Linked DNA regions of Hordeum vulgare: region 1 is linked to region 2. A link is a contact called in public Hi-C data. All regions are on one chromosome and are shown on one strand. The core of a region is the stretch at or near the end of the contact, and the rest is flanking DNA. Distances in the headings are between cores, read along the strand shown. Region 1 holds the start of LOC123412799 (B3 domain-containing protein Os06g0194400). Region 2 holds the start of LOC123412021 (RNA-binding protein 24-like).

The links. Hi-C and Micro-C count contacts between places; a contact is called where the count stands out from the background.
Region 1: a contact with region 2 is called in a Hi-C map of leaf, with 5 times the contacts expected there. The contact joins the promoter of LOC123412799 here to the promoter of LOC123412021 in region 2. A contact is called at or near these places in 2 of 6 Hi-C or Micro-C datasets (both in leaf).

The regions. Positions count from the first base shown.
Region 1 is chr7H:85,013,953-85,017,107 of MorexV3_pseudomolecules_assembly, forward strand. LOC123412799 (B3 domain-containing protein Os06g0194400) reads left to right here and starts at 1,691. Exons shown (of 7, transcript XM_045105743.1): 1 at 1,691-1,909; 2 at 1,995-2,105; 3 at 2,194-2,228; 4 at 2,313-2,484; 5 at 2,585-2,791. The coding sequence starts at 1,778.
Region 2 is chr7H:84,757,509-84,760,882 of MorexV3_pseudomolecules_assembly, forward strand. LOC123412021 (RNA-binding protein 24-like) reads right to left here and starts at 1,268. Exons shown (of 6, transcript XM_045104974.1): 1 at 731-1,268; 2 at 477-600. The coding sequence starts at 931.

The sequences.
Region 1 (3,155 bases), core at 441-2,940, 260 kb after region 2:
ATGCAGGGACCTAACAACACGCAAATGTTGCATTTTACCCTGTATTTCCTCAAACAGACCCCGTTGAGTCTGTCTCGTTTTTCGATGCAACCACCCCAAAATCGGTGCGACAACCAAACGAGCGTGATAAAATCATCAACGCGCATGACGTAGGGCCATTTCTTTTGGAGTTTCTAGAAGCTTATTGCAGAAATAAGCTAGAAGCCAAAAATAACTCGTTTTGGAGAAGCTAGCTCACCTTATTTGCAACCCTCTTTTCTTCACAATGGGAACAAAGCTGGGGAGAGTAGCTTACATCAGCTTATGACTTAAAATCGAAGGGGTATAGCAAAAGGGCACCGTTCCTCGCTGATATTACAGAGAAAATGCCCCTCCTAGCCCCCCACACACAAAGGAAGAAAAAAACTCCATGACCTGGCCGCGCCTCGATCCCCCTCGCTCTCGCACTAGACCTCGCGCCTAGGTTTCGCCATCGCCTAGCGACGTCGCCGCTCCCAGGCCTTTCGCTCCAGGGCCGCCGCTCCCTTCACTTCCCTTGGTCGCTCTCACCCCCGCCATGGACGGTCTTAGCTAGCCGCCATCCATCATGGTGCTCCACTCGTCCTGCGTCGCCGCTCCTCGCCCTTCCCTCCGGCATCGCTGCTCAAGGCCCTTCAATCTGACGTCACCGCTCCCCGCCCTTCCCTCCGACGCCCCCGGTCATCTTGTCCTAGTTCGCCGCCTCCCAATTCGCTCTCCTCATCCAGGATGCCGCCTCCAAGGTCGAGCTAACCCTGGTCAAGCTCGTGCACTGTATTGATTGAGACTGATCATCGATGACAGGCTGCATTTTTTTGTTGAGATTAAACAGTTTTGATAGTGTGTGATTGTGTGTGCTATGTGAGAATTCTATTATTCTTTTGTGTGCTATGTGAGACAGTGAGCATATTTGAGATGATAACTGCAACTGAACATATTTGATAGTTGTACACAATGAGCATTTCGTTCGTGAACATAGTATTTAACAGCAAATAGTGAGCATTTCGTTTATACGCGAGACAATGACCGCTGCTGATATTTGTTAGTCTAAATTTTGCTATGTGGTGCTTTGGGCAGATTGTGTAACTTCGATTATAACATATTGTGGTGTTTGGAAGTCAAATTTATATTCATATGAACAACAAAATGATCACACACAATTTAATCGGATCAATGATATAGTCAAAGGGCGTTATAGACTTTTCACATACCATATCACACACAAGTTGAGAAAACAGACATTGAAAAACGCTGACTAGCTTATTATTTGAAGTTTATTTTCGTCGAAGCTTATTCACAGCTTATATTTTTATAGAAGGTTATTTTCACAACATGCCTAGTAAGAACTGGCCGTTACCACCCACCATGTTCGTCACTGCCTTGTGGGCCCCGCGGAAATTCACGGGGGTACCCCCACAGCTGGCCCTCAGAAAGGGCGAGAGATTTCGAACGTTTGAACTTTCGAATCCCGCGGCTCTTCGCCTGGGACGCCCACCATCCCAGGACCCAGCCCATGCGCCCGTCCACACCCAACGAACACACCAGAGACCAGATCCCTCGTCGAACGGTCCAGACGCCCGCGGTCCATACACCAGGTCCTCGCACAATCTTCCGCTGGCACCCACAAGCCACAAGTCTAATTTATAGGCCGCCGCAGCTTTCCCCTCCCAATCCCATCCATTCTCTGTTTCCTCCGCCTCCCCCAGCAGTTCAAACCACGAGAGAGAGCGAGAGAGAGAGAATCGAGGGGAGGGAGGAGATGGCCGGAGCGATCGCGTACGAGGAGCAGCGGCGGAGGCAGGTGGAGGAGAACAAGCGGAAGCTGGAGGAGCTCAAGCTGCACCACCTCTCCGCCGCCGTCAGGGAGGCCGCCACCCCCAAGCCCTCGCCGGTCAGATCCGCCGCCCCCCTCCGCTTCGAGTCGTATCCTCGGCCGTTTCTTTGTTGACTCGCCTGGTACTGGGTCGGTGTCGCAGGCCAAGTCGGTGAAGCGGAAGCGGGTGCCGCGTGAGGACGGCGAGGACGCCCCGGTCCGGCGGTCCGGCCGCGTCGCCAGCCTCCCCGAGCAGCCCAAGTACCGATTCGAGGTGAGGCCGCGGAGCTTGTTTCCTTCTTTTTTCTTTGCCTTCATTCGACTGCTAACTGAAGGATGCATCTTTCATGTGATCTGTGCAGGATGTCTTTCATGTCCTCGAGAAGAAGATCAGGAGGTAATGTCTCGCCCAATTCTCCCTCTCCCGCGATAAACCCAATGCATATTCAGTAATCCCCATTTCTTGATTTGCTTCGAGCAGGGGGAGCAGGAAGACGACCAGCACAAGGAGTGATTTGATTAATCGAGTGTACGCTACAGACGTGGCCAGAGAATATGCCATTGCCAAGGCCAAAGAGCTGCAGGCCAAGCTAGAATCCGCCAGTTTTGTCAGGCCCATGACGCAGTCACATGTCACCGGAGGGTTCTGGCTGGTAAGCGAAAGGCTCCCGCCATTTCGTTCAGTTCACTCGCTGATCTTAACCGACGACGTGTTGGTAATTGTGTGGGGTTGTTCATTTGGATTGCTGGCAGAGCCTCCCGATGCCCTTCTGCCGGAAGCATCTCCCGAAGCGTGACGAGAGACTCATTTTGGAGGATGAGCAGGGTGTCGAGTCCGAAACGCTCTACCTTGCGCCTAAGAACGGCCTCAGTGCCGGATGGAGAGGGTTCGCCATCCAGCACGACCTGGTTGATGGTGATTGTCTGGTTTTCGAGCTGATCGACCGGACAAAGTTCAAGGTGAGATTCCGAATATCTACCTATGGAACGCTGTGTCTGGTGAGAATGGATGTGCATTTCATACAATTTCTGCAGAATTCCGTTCCAGCTGCATCTTACAATTCCAGAATTTTTTGAAGCTTTCATGTTTGGTGGTTTGCTGTTGCCATTATCATGAATCTTCCACAATATTTGTACACCTAATGGTGTGAAGTTGATCGAGTTAATTCATGAGAAATTCTTGTTATGATGTTGAGCTGCAGATCTATTTACAAATGAATAAGAACCTTGCGTACGATGTCTAATTATTTAAACAGAATGACAAATTGGATCTGTTTATTGCTGGAAACATTACGATTCAACATCCCTACATCATTCCTTCATT
Region 2 (3,374 bases), core at 18-2,517:
GGCACGCGTGGACGTGGTGGTGGGGTGGGGCAGGCAGGCAGGCAGGCACAGGAGGACGCACCGAGGCGGCAGCGGCACCGGGACGAACTGACAGGCCAGCCTGGTCAAGCCCGGCCATACGACCCTCGCGCCGTGCGTGCCCGCCACACCCACACTAGCTGCTGCCTGGCTCCCGTGCGCTGGCATGGCATGGCATGCCAGACGGACGGCACCACCCCGGCCGGATGTGAACGAGATCCGCCGCGGCCTCCTCCGGATGGCTTCCATTTGGCGCGCACCGGCGGACGAAAAGGGGTTCCCGCGGCTCTGCTTTGTCTTCGGAAACGAAATGTGCATCTGTCTATGTGTTGTGTTCGTGGGAGGGGGGATTTGGGGGCGGTAATAAGGAAGGAGACAAATTTTGTTCTTGTTTAAGGTTAAGTTTTCCTTTTTTTTCCCCTTGTGATGGCCGATGGAGGGATGGACGGATCACTCACCTCGAGGCTGGGCGGGCCGTGGCGGGCCCAACGAGGCAATGTTGCAGTTGGCGCGCCGCCCGGTGATCGTCGGGTTCGGGTCCTCCACCGCCCGGCGCGCCGCCTCCGCCTCCCGGAACGTCACCTGTTGCGCCATGCGTCGGTCCATCTCGTTAGGCGCGAGGGAGCAAGAATTCTTACAGCATGCCGCGCGCGCGCGGCGAGGCCGGGGAAAGAGGAGGAGGGGAGGGGAGGGGAGAGAGCGCGCGGCTTACGAATCCGTAGCCCTTGGAGCGGCCGGTGAGGCGGTCCGTGATGACCACGGCCTCCAGGATGTCGCCGTACTGCTCGAAGTGCTGCCGGAGCCCCTCCGACGGCGTCTCCCACGCCAGCCCGCCCACGAACACCTTGGTCTGCGTCGTGTCGCCGAACCGCGACCGGTACGCAGACGCCGTCGACGACGACGCCGCCGCCATCACGCCCCCCCGCCCGCCCGCCTTGCTCCGAGTCGACGCAACAAGGAAGCTTGCCTCCGTGGAGGGCGATCTTGCTAGCCCTCGGTGAACCAGGTTGCGCGCACGGTTGAACTGGCTGGTTAATTCCGGCGCGCCGCCCTCAGTGCGCGCGCGCGCTCTTGCTGTGCTCTGTGTGGCTGCCTAGGCAGTGGCGGGGCGCACTGCCATATATAACCGAGCTCGCTGTGATGTGCTGGCTTAATGATCAGAAGCGGTGGTGGAGAAGGATTCTGATCAGTCGGCAGTTGCAATTGGGGTGGCCGGTGGAGATGGGAGGGAGGGAGGGGGAGGGAGGAGGTTCAGTGGGGAGGGAGGAGAGACAGGCAGGCGCAAGGGGTTGTGCGCTGGAAGAGACGGTTAGGGTGGGGTGACAGCTATGTGCAGCCTTTTATACTGTTCCTTTTCCTCCCTTTTCCTCCCCTTATGAGCGCCCTCTCTATTTTTGTCCCTCAAACCCACATCTCATTTGATTTCAAGGAGAAATCTTGTATTTTCCTTTTAATTGAAAGAGAACTACTCTAGTGTTTCCTCTTCAGAAGACGAAAAAAAGGCGCATTTCCTTTGTGATGAACTCGCGTGCTTCAAATGGGTGCCTCGGCGTAGCCCCGCAAGGAAGTGATGATTTGGTAGAAAAGAGGGTTGCCCGTGCTAGCTAGGGTGACGACAAAAGAAAACCGCGAGCAAGAAGCACCACGCTCCACCTCAGTTCGACGTGTTTTCGCTACTGCCAGAGGATGGATTACAAAGAATACTTGAAACACGTGTCGTAGGAAATGGATGAAGAGGCGACGGGAAGGTGGGGTCCATACGAATACCTCTACACCGCACATAGAGAAAACATATGGATCCATACAAATATCGCTACACCGCACATAGAAAAAGAGTGCATGAACCGCGTGGAATGCATCTCGTTGCCCCATTGATTTCACTAAACAGTGGGCCTGCAATTGCGAGATGCACGTACCTAGTACACCATTTGGGTAAAACAATAAGTTTTGCAAACAACATATATGCACACTATGTAATACTCCTATATATTGCTACATAAACAAGCTCCCCACGTCTCATGACCACAGGAAACGCCTATACAAGAATTGGTGTCAAGTGACAACATCGGTAACCTTTGATCCTAGATCATATCATGCTATTCTGCTAGAAGAAATATCTACTTTGATGCTCGGTCAAACTGAGCTACTGGTCAAGCGCAATATAAACAACTGAGTTATTACTCACTCCGTCCGGGTTTATTAGGGCCCCTCTTTTTTGGGGGTCAAATTTGACCATCTATTTAGCTAAAAAAACATATGTTATAAAAACCATATTATTGGATTTGTATTTGAAATAAGGGGGGGGGGGGGGGGGCTCATAAACCCTGGCAGAGGGATATTGACAGTAGCCTCCACAATAGTCAGGACTGTGTTGCCATGTTCAATGTTTCCTTAAAAAAAAAAAGTTTACCACATTACTCCTTGAGGTTTACAACATCTTGTCCCATTTCTTTGACTAGCATCTTCGTTATTTATGGTATAAACTAAAGACTGAATCGAAATTTCATTTAACCAAACTTTCGGTTTTCTAAAAAAATCATGGACTTTTAGCATGAACAGTGCATATGCTAAAAAGGCCCCATATTTTTTAGAACTTATTTTAATGTATTTTGACTAAAAAAATTACACACATGTACATTATGTCTCTAGGTATGTGTGCATTTTTTTTTAGAATTTTAAAAATTGAAAATTTTGAATTTTGAATTTTTCAAATTAATTTTTCCATGAACCTCGGTCTCCATTTGGAATTTCTGAGCAAATGACTGCCAATTGGTCAATGCTATTAACTAGCCATAAAATGATTCTAAGCATGGCTAACTATTACTTCAGCAGCAAGGGCAGTGCAAGCAAGACGATGAAGACGCCATGGAAACATGCCGGCAGATCCGCTGCATAGCAGGGGAGATGAGAAACGCCAAAAGTCCAAACGTCAATTTCGGTAGACAACACGCGGACTCACGTAGGATCCAGCACATTCCCTTGCTGTCCAAGTTACCATCGGCAGTAAACATTAGCCGGCGAGAGCCATCGAACAACGAATAATCCTATATCCTATTGTACAAAGTTGTAAGTATAGTAGTATTTGGCGAGAAGCTTCGGGGTTTGGATTCTTGCATGCGTACTTGCCACCGCGCTATGGTGCAACTTCTTCAACTGGACGTGCATGGACTAGTGTCGTTGCCATCCAGGTAGGTGACATGTATCCACCTCAGGAGGCAAGTGCATATCTAAACCCGTCGTAAGTTTCCAAGGACAAGGGGCATTGAAATGTGGACACTCCATCTCGGCCCCCGTCGACGTCGACACGTACCGTCCGCGTCCGCGTACGCGTCCGAGATCTTGGTCAGAATGTCTCG